Linked DNA regions of Mus musculus: regions 2 and 3 are each linked to region 1. A link is a contact called in public HiChIP or PLAC-seq data. All regions are on one chromosome and are shown on one strand. Each heading gives the region's core, a stretch centred on a gene start, on an enhancer-like site or on the middle of the called end of the contact. The rest is flanking DNA. Distances are from core to core; before and after follow the strand shown.

Region 1 (2,927 bases), core at 103-2,602:
GACTGCTTTCCGGATCCCTAAAACAGAGAGGACACAACACAAGCTTTTGGGGGAGAAACTACTGGGATCCAACCTGTGCCCTCTTCCTTGTGCCTGAAGAAGGCAGCACTGATCACCTTTGAAACCCCTGGGACATGAACAGGGGCTATCCTGGTGTCCCACGCTTTAGGTCCACTGCCCCCACCCCCACCCCTCGCGGAGATTGCTGGCACGCAGAGGACACAGGTACCTGAGAACTCAGGAGGCAAATGCGGAAGGCCAATTGACCTCCAGCTTTCTTCTCTCCGGGTCTATCCATAAGGGCTACTGACTTTATCCTCCCACTAAACCACCTAAGACATAGTGGACAGCGAAAGGCCTTGCAAACGAGAGCTCTTTCCGCTTTAGAAACCCAGGCCCAGAATAAACAATGTGGAAGGAGACAGGAGAGTACTCTGGTTTCAACACGCCTCTTCCCGGTCCAGTACAGGCCCTTCCCAGCTCCGCCGGTGAGGGTGAGGCTAAGACTGAGGCTGGCCTGGGATAAATTAACCCCGCCCTCTCCGAACAGCTGCAGCAGGCAGAGGCTGCAAGGGAGACCCCAGCCCAGGGCCAGCTAGCCACTGACAGAGCAGGACACGAGGGTAGGATGCTCCTGGGCAGGGACAAGCACAGGCTGTCAGGGGTCCCAAGCTAGAGGGAACAGCAGCGCAGGACCCTCGGAGCGTCGCCACCGGCCAAGCAACCAGCCCGAGTTCCAGCCCGCCGCTGGCCAGGCCACTGACATTTGGCCCAACTTCCTGTTATCAAGGAGGGAGGAGAAGAAAGGAAGCAGAAAAATATAATAATAAAATAAAAATAAGCAAGGCGCTCTGTTAGAGGATGGGAAAGGTACGGGAGCCTAGATCGCACAGAGCAAAGTTTGGGGACGTTCCCCTGAACGATGACAGGCGACCCTGCTGCTGAAGGGCGCCTACTATGCGCGTGTGTTGGGTTTTCTGAGGTTAGAATGACAGTTTTGATTGGTGAAGAGCCCACGGCGCACCCCGCAGGTGGGTCTGAGATCCCGGACGGAACTGCCGCACCTGACCCTCCGGGGCGTCCAGTAGGGCGCGGAGTCCAGCCGGGACTGGCACAGTCCCCACCCGCTCCCGCACACCCCGGAGCCTTCTCCCACTCCGTCTTACCCAAGGTCTCGCGGGCCTCCAGGCCTCAGGTCAACACCTGCCTTTCTTGTCCTCTGTCTGAGGGCGCAGAAATCCGGGACCCAGCGGGCCGCCTGCCGAGCCCGGAGCTAGCGAGGCGGCCCGGCGCAGGCTGAGCCGGCCGGGTGCCTGCGGTTCTGTGAGCCGCGGAGGATCCGATTGGGACACGCCTCCATCGAGGTTCGGCCAATGACAGGGCCTCCGAAGGCGAGGCTCCACCCCATGCTTGAGACGCGCGACCAATGGTCATGCAGCGCGGAACCCACCCCAGCGCCCTCCCAGTTAGTACCAGGCTGGGGGTTGCTGTCACCATTGCAGCTTCGGACGCACGTGGGCTGAAGCCCTGCCCTAGCCGCTCCCACCCTGGCCACAGGTCGAAGACCCAGCCCTGGGCTGCTATGAGACGAACACCCGGCCTTGGTGTTCTGGTGTCCAGGGAGAGGGGAAAGCTGGGCCTCCCGAAGCTTTGCCTAGGCAGCTGGAAAGACAGCCTCACTGTCCCTTCTGGACTGGAGGGAACAGCAAAGGACTTCTAGGACTGCCTGGCCTTCTTGGGCCCTCATTTCTTGCTTTTCTGCATGCAATCTTCCTTGCTTGGGTCTTCTCTTGAACTGGCCTTGCTTGGGCTAAAGCTGTGGGAAATGGGGTAGTGACACAGACCAATCGCACTGACTGGGTCGCTCGCACTTTCTCTTTCTTGGCTGTCGAATGGCTAACCCCTGTTTCTGATCGCTTTCATGAATGACCATGCCTCTCACAGTTTCAGCGAAAATTCTGAATGAATGGTTCGGGCTCGAAGTCCTGAGAAATTCATACGGACACTGCGACAGCAGTGAAAATAGGATTCAAGTGGACTGACTCACCCCTGGGGCCCGCAGCCCATCATTCAGCTTGGCCCAATGCAGAGTCCATAAATGTTCTTGAAACTGAGCTGACCCAGCGGGAGGAAAGCAGGCAGGCTTGGGCGGCGAAGGCAAACAGTACCATGACTCCAGGCTGCTGGAATTCCCCGGGTACCACCCTCTGGAGAGCATGCCCCTTGGCCAGGCAAGTGCAGGCAGCAATTCCTCCACCCCCAAACCTGGGGCCCGTCTTTTTCTATACTCTTTGCGTTTCCATCATCCAGGCCTTGGGGTTTCTCAGAGTTTGCCTCTCAGCGTCCTTAGGATTCACTCCACTTCTGTGGATGCGTTTTTATACCTGGTACTCAACCCCACTCAGTCTGCAAAACTCATCACTGACTCTAAGAGGGACAGTACTTGACTCTGGTGGGACTCTAACCATGTCACCACCAATCAATGAACACCTTCCATGCATCATCTCATTTAAACCCAGACCTAGAGATTGATCTTTTCAATATCCTCATCCCCTTTCACAGATGGGGGAACTGAGATCTGTAATACAGAGTCATTTACCAAGACCGTGTGCATATTAACGTGTCTGTATTTAAACGGGGAACTGATTCCAAGTCAACATACACAACCGTGAAGTGAGGCCTCTATAGCCATTCCTGGGCCTCCGAGAACCCTGGACTTGTAAGATCTCTAGAAGAACTGCCAATTGATCTGAGCACACTATAGAGCTCACATCTGGCTGCTGTCAGGGAAAGGCGACCTGAATGACCTGGCCCTGCCTTTTTAAGTTATTACTTAATTAGGAAATTGCATGACCTCTGTCCACAGCTTGGCTTCAGTGGGCAAGGCTCATAGCTACTTGGCTGAGCCCAGGCAGTGTGGAGATAGA
Region 2 (3,145 bases), core at 366-2,865, 660 kb before region 1:
AACACTGACCAGGACAGAGCCTCAAGTCCTATCTACAGACACCTTCCCCAGTACAATCAATAAACATGATGATGGCCATCAATTCAGTCCACATGGGTGCAAATAGCAGGCTGGCTTTTTCCCAGGTAAACAAAGCAGGATGCTTCCCTGGTTTGTGAGTTCCATGACACATCTGGCATATAAGGTGTAACTACTCAGACAGATACAAACCCACCACTCTCCACAAGTCATGAGCAGAGACACATTATGGAATTTCCTCCAGAAACCAACAAAAAAGAAGTTACTAACACGCTGAGTGGATTAAAGGCTCCAAGATCTGTTTGTAGGCAAGTTCTGGAAAGCAGGGTAGGGGCAGAGGCAGGTGTCAAAGGCAGGTCAAACAAACAAAAATATACCAACAAAAATATACCGCTGGGGCTGGGGATGTAACCCAGTCGGGAGAGTGCTCGACTACTATGCATGAGGATTTAGGTTTAGTCTTTTGCCTTCATAAACCAGGAATGTTGGCACATGCCTATAATCTACACATGGGATGCAAAAGCAAGAGGATCAGGAGTTCAAAGCCAGCCTTTGCTACATGAGACACTTAAGGCATGGCTTCTCCTCATTGTCCTCTTATTCAATATACCTATTTATTCAAAGCTATGGTTCACTGTTCAATTTCATGGATTAGGGGTTGGGGGGGAGACCTGTGCTTTGGGGCAAACATGAAAAATGCAATTATCAGTCCAGTGTGGTAGTCCATGCCTTTAATCCCAGCTCCTGGGAGGCAGAGGCAAGTGGATCTCTGTGAGTTCAAGGCCAGCCTGGTTTACAAAGAGAGTTCCAGGACAGTCAGACTGTTACACTGAGAAACCCTGTCTTGGGTAGGGAGAAAAAAAAAATCTTTAAAATGAAGCCTGGTCTAGGTGTGTGGGATCCAGACCCTGAAGAGGGGACAGGGCAAAGGGCCAAGGACAGAGAAACTGTCCCTGCAAACCCTGTGGCCTCTGGAGAACTGGCTACAAGGGAGCTGACAGCCCACATAGAAAGGACACTTGGCGGTGTCACAGGCTAACAAGGCAAAGCTTGCTGGGTGAGTAAGGAGAGAACCCCTAAGGTAAAGACATAAAGGGGCAGGGGCAGCCTGTGGACATACCCTTCCAACTTATCTCCCTTCATTTTTGAGTGTGCAGAGGGCTGGGCAGGAATTATGAGGTTATAGAAATGAAAACCATCCAGGACTGTCCTTGACAAGAGCCAGTGTAATGGGAACTGATGGATGGGCCGTTTTCAAACCACCACTTTGAATCTCCCCTCTGCATCCTCTCTGAGCCATGATCAAAGGACCAAGATTTCAAATTGTGAAGCAATTTTTTCCCAATGGCAGCATCTGGCTGCTTGGCAGGCGGCACCAGGAGCTGGGCCTTGCTGTGGGCGGCTGTCCAGGCCTGCCACATGGTGAGGCTAGGCCAGGCAGGGCACGCCTTGCGGGCTTTGCAGCTGCTCCCACAGGCGCCAAAGGACAATTGCTCTGCACAGGGCAAAGGGGCCCTGAGAGACTGAGCTTAACTAGGGAGCGAGGGGGTAGGTTTGGAGAGAGCTGGCAGCCCCAGAGCCCTCCCACACTGCTTCATTTGCATGCCCACCCCACAGGATTCAGGGGTCTGGGCAGGGGAGGCCTGCGTTGTGCTGGACACCGCTCCAGTTAGACAGCCTGCCTATGGGGACAGGGAAGGAAGGGGCTGCCAGCAGGGAAGTGGGCCCCTGAGTGCAGCCATTCACTGGAGTCTGTGTGCCCTGACACAACACCACTGAAGCAGAGGCCACAGCTGTTTTAAATAAGAATAACAGGAATAAACTCAGCCAGCCTAGCTCTTCAACTTACTTCCCACTAATTATGGCATATATTTACATCCACAAAATAGACGATTTTTAAAAACACCACCGGGACCCTTTATTGTGCAGACTGCACACCCCCATTTGAATTTCATAAACATTCAGTACTTCAAAGAATCTTAAAAGCTTGCTCTAATTACAATAAGCCTCGTCTGAAAAGGCTGTCTGTTTGCATTGCAAATTTCCCACCAATGCAAGTATTCATTTACAAAAATGCAATTAATATTACCCACACAACTCCAGGTAAGGACCCACTGTAGGCTTCAGGCTGGAACTGTCATAGACTCAAGGTCTTAGCCCTACCAACTAAGTCTCTGTTCAGACTGCTTGCTTTCCAACTGAGCCAGGTAATGAAGTCCTGGGCGTCCAGCGGAGGTGGCCTGACCTTACCTAGTTCATCAGTGTACAAAGAATGCTGCCACTTTCCCAGGTTGTTGCTTATTTAAGAGGGACATTCCATCCATGAAATGTCCCTCTTAAATAAGCAACAACCACCAGGCAACCAATCACACACAGTGAAATAACAGCTGTACGTGAATAAGCTATAGGTTACCCAGTGAAACCTGCATGGCAGATACACATCACCAGTACTTTGGTACACAAGCGTTCCAGTGATCTCATAGACACTAGCTCTGGGATTTAAATTTAAATGGGAAGGCCTCAGTGTTAGTTACTCCCCCAATAATTCTACTAATGCTAATGAGTCATCTTTACTAAAAAGAACAAAAACTAAGACATATCCTCAAATGCTGACTGCTGTAAGAAAATGTCCTAATTGTATACAAATACTGTATCCATCCATGTACAACCCTCAGACTGGGTTGACAGGTAACTGGGCCTAGAGTCTGTCTCACATTTTATATCGTATTCTTTTATCTTCTTGAATTACTTGTAACTAACTTGTATTACTTTCAAAAGATTATAATTTTTATTCTTTTCCTGACTGTGTGCATGCACGACTGCGTACATGAGTGCAGGTGTACAGGGAAGCCAGGGGTGTTTGATCTGTGGGAGCTGGAGCTACGGGTGGTGCTGAGTCACCGACTGGGTGTTGGGATCTGAACTCTGGTTCTCTGGAGAAGCAGTTCATGCTTTCAACTGCTACGCTCCAAGCCGCCTTCTCTCTAGCCCCCTACTTTTAAATGTGAGACAGAGTGGTGATAATGGATCTTGATTGAGCATCCAACAGACTAGAGGGTTCCTTTGTGACTAAGGGTGTCAACTCGGTTTTAATGGAACTACAAACAAGAACAAAAAACAAAACAAG
Region 3 (3,146 bases), core at 551-3,050, 920 kb before region 1:
AGAGCATCTGCCCGGAGACACCTGAGAATGACATTCTCCACTTTGCTGGTTCCCCTACATCCTTCTCTCTGTGAATGGCCTAAGAAATTTAGGTCATGTGCGCCACCTGCTGCCCAGATTGTGAACGTCATGCCAACATCCCGACTTGTTTGGGCAGTTTCCACCCAGCTTCTTCTCTAACCAACTCTCCCTTAGAGCATGCTTGCCCAACACGAGTGGATATGAACCCACGGCAGCTAGGGTGACTTCGGCTTGTTCCATCAAGGTTTCAACCTCTCATTTTAATGAATGTCCTAGGGAGGCTGGGGAGACCCTGGAGTAAGCAATAAAAAGATGATTCTGCAACCCCAGAGCTCTTAGTCTACTTGGGAGGCTGAGTGTGAAACACATAAGCAACTGATTAAAGTGTCAACATTGTGATAGAGACAACAAGGACTTGGAGAGTATCGTGAGGCCCACTGCTGTATGCTAGCGAGGTAATGGTGTTTATCTGGCCCTGGCTGGCTTTTCAGGTGGGTGGAATGGAATACACAACATTTGAGGATATTTAAGCATTTATCACCTCTTCTGGAAGCAACAAGAAGTGACTGTTTATACTCTGAGACAAGTCCTCCCAGGCATTTTGAGATGTGTTTGTAGGTACATCTTTGGAAAGGGTGTGTCTGTCTGCCATTTGCCTTCATTTGCTACACATCTTATTTTAGAGACCCCCTTGTCTGTTGTTGAATGAAGAGCTACCTTTTTAACCCTACAGAGTGTTACTTTAATTTCAAATGCTGGCCATTTTGTTTTCTAGTATCTTGCTGTTACAAATGGCATGACCTCTTCACAGGGCCTTGAGGGACTACAGGGAACAATCAGTAGCAGGTAATATTCAGTGGCCCCAATTCCTAAGTGCTGAGGATGTGACACAGTTGGTATAGGATGTGCAGGACCTGGGTTCTATCCTCGGCACAGCATTAAACTGAGGTTGGTGATACATGCTTAGACTCCCAGCCCTCAGGAGGTGGAAGCAGGAAGATCAGAAGTTTAAGGTCATACGGCTACCTAGCAAACCTGAAGCCAGCTCCGGCTACATGGGGACTTGTCTCAAAAAACAAAACAAAACAAAAAACAAAACAAAACAAGAATAGCAATCACTGGACAAATGACTCCTCTCAAACTGCACAGCATCCCATTGGTCCCACTGCTTGATGTGCTGTTGTCCCCTCTTCAATGGCCTCTTGGGTTCATATTCAGTTTTCAGCTTGAAAACATTTTCATGTATTTCCATATCAAAGATTCCTAGAGATAAAGTTGATTGGCCGAACAGCATCTACATTTGAATTATAACTGACACATTTGATGATCCTCCCAGGAGACACTATCAAAGAGGCTACAGGAAGGAGACCATAACAAAGAGATGGCACCAAAGTGACTGACACTCCTGCAGCTCAGTCTTCAGAAAGTAATCTGCCTTTGACCTTGGTCTGTCTTTGACATTGGTTTGCTTTGTGCTTAGTCCACACGTGCGATTTTTCTCTCCCAACAACAGCGACCCAGAATAAGTGGAATGAGCTGCTCTTTACAGCAGTCCTCTGAGACCAACGTTGTTCCTACCTTTGTTTCACAAATAACAATACAATCCCCAAGGCTAATCAAAGTGCAGGGGAGCTCGGTTTTTATCTGCTGTGTCCCAGGTAGTCAGAACCCAAGCTAGAACTTGGGCCTCTGGGATCGCTGAATTCATCCTACTACTCTGTTGCCAGGCAACCTTTCTTGCTTTTGACTCTTGTACCAATGCTACTTGTTGCCATGGCAGTGCTGGGACAAGGAGCAGTAAGTTGTAATTAAGCGGCAAGCTAGGAGAAAGGGGCTTTTATGTCCTTGTGTGGGGGTGGACAGGAGAAAAAGCTCCTGGCACTGCAGTCAAGGTGCAAAGAGGGACACGGGAAAGAGCAGGTTGGTGGCTGGGGCAGGTGCTCGTCATAACCATCACTGAAAACTGTGTGTGCTGGTGAGTTTTTGTCACCTTGACACGCACTAGCATCACCTGAGAAGAGGGAACTTCAGTTGAGGGATTGCCTCTATCACATTGACATGTCTGTGGGTATTTTCATGATTAACTATTGATGTGGGAGGGCCCAGCCCACTGTGGGCAGTACCACCTCTTGGCAAATGGTCCTAGGTTGTGTAAGAAAGGAAACAGAGAAAGACGCAGGGAAACCAGTAGGCAGCGTTTCTCTGTCTTCTTTGCTTTACCTCCTGCCTCCAGGTTCCTACCTTGAGTTCCTGCCCTGACTTCCCTCAGTGATGAACTGTGACCCATAAGCCAAATAATCCCTTTCCCCTCCCTACGTTGCTTTTAGTCAGTGTTTTGTCACAGCCACAAACCAGAAAGGAGAATACCGTGTTTTCCCAGGGATGCTGTCCTTGCCCACATCTTGTCTTGTCAAGGATGGGTGTTCAAGGCTGGGAGGTGGCTCAGTGAGGAGAGTGTGACACACATGCAAGAGAACCTGGATTCAGATCCCAGAATCCATCTCAAAGCTGCGTGTGGTACATATCTACAATCCCAGCACTGGGGGGTTAAGGGTGGAATCAGTCAATTTCAGAGTTAATTGGCCAGCCAATCTAGCTGGATCTGTGAGTGTCAAATTCAATAGAAGACTGTTTTAAAAAAAGAAGATGGAAATCTAGGTGTGGTGGTTAGTGCCTATAAGCCAACCTGTGGGAGACAGAAACAGCAGGATCAGTCTGGGTTCTATGAGACCCTGTCTTCAAGACCCAAAATGGTGGGGCTGGAGAGATGGCTTTGAAGATAAGAATTCTTCCTTATCTTGCAGAGAACCTGGGTTCAATTTCTAGTACCTACATCCATCCAGAACTGCAGCTCTAACTCCAAGGATCTGACTCCCTCGTCTCTTCTCCCAGGGCATCAGGTATGCAAGCAAAACACTCATAGACATAAAAAAACTCTTTAAAAAAAAAACATATGTTAAACCTCCAAAGCACTGATGATCAATCAAGTGGAGAACAATTAAAGATATTTGTCATTGACCTCTGACCTCCCCAAGAATGTAAACACAGGTGTACATGCAACTGAACACACAGTATATACCCCATAGGAACATCACAGGAACACGTGCATAGATCACATGTATACA

The links. HiChIP or PLAC-seq counts read pairs in DNA pulled down with a chosen protein or histone mark.
Region 2: an H3K4me3 HiChIP or PLAC-seq map of stem cell-derived neural progenitor cells shows a contact between it and region 1, with 3 times the contacts expected there. The contact joins the enhancer-like site here to the promoter of Mical2 in region 1. A contact is called at or near these places in 3 of 39 promoter capture datasets (embryonic stem cells, liver and stem cell-derived epiblast-like cells), 2 of 484 Hi-C or Micro-C datasets (cardiomyocytes and embryonic stem cells) and 4 of 115 datasets of contacts at active chromatin or transcription factors (astrocytes, forebrain, neural tube and 1 more).
Region 3: a contact with region 1 is called in an H3K4me3 HiChIP or PLAC-seq map of embryonic midbrain, with 6 times the contacts expected there. The contact joins the promoter of 4930543E12Rik here to the promoter of Mical2 in region 1. A contact is called at or near these places in 1 of 39 promoter capture datasets (embryonic stem cells), 2 of 115 datasets of contacts at active chromatin or transcription factors (embryonic midbrain and pancreatic cancer cells) and 1 of 9 other capture datasets (embryonic stem cells).

What each region holds. Positions count from the first base shown.
Region 1 is chr7:112,224,261-112,227,187 of GRCm38.p6, reverse strand. It overlaps Mical2 (microtubule associated monooxygenase, calponin and LIM domain containing 2), which reads right to left and starts at 1,352. Exons shown (of 26, transcript NM_001193305.1): 1 at 1,167-1,352.
Region 2 is chr7:112,882,416-112,885,560 of GRCm38.p6, reverse strand. All of the region lies in intron 10 of Tead1 (TEA domain family member 1), which reads right to left. Among named protein-coding and RNA genes, the nearest start is that of Rassf10, 70 kb to the left of the region's middle. Within about 2 kb of position 1,615, at least 112 of the 459 cell types and tissues checked have an H3K27ac peak or open chromatin away from gene starts, as enhancers often do. A contact at or near this core is called in astrocytes, forebrain and stem cell-derived neural progenitor cells, where this site is marked.
Region 3 is chr7:113,140,669-113,143,814 of GRCm38.p6, reverse strand. It overlaps 4930543E12Rik (RIKEN cDNA 4930543E12 gene), which reads left to right and starts at 1,800. Exons shown (of 6, transcript NR_045978.1): 1 at 1,800-1,996; 2 at 2,826-2,921.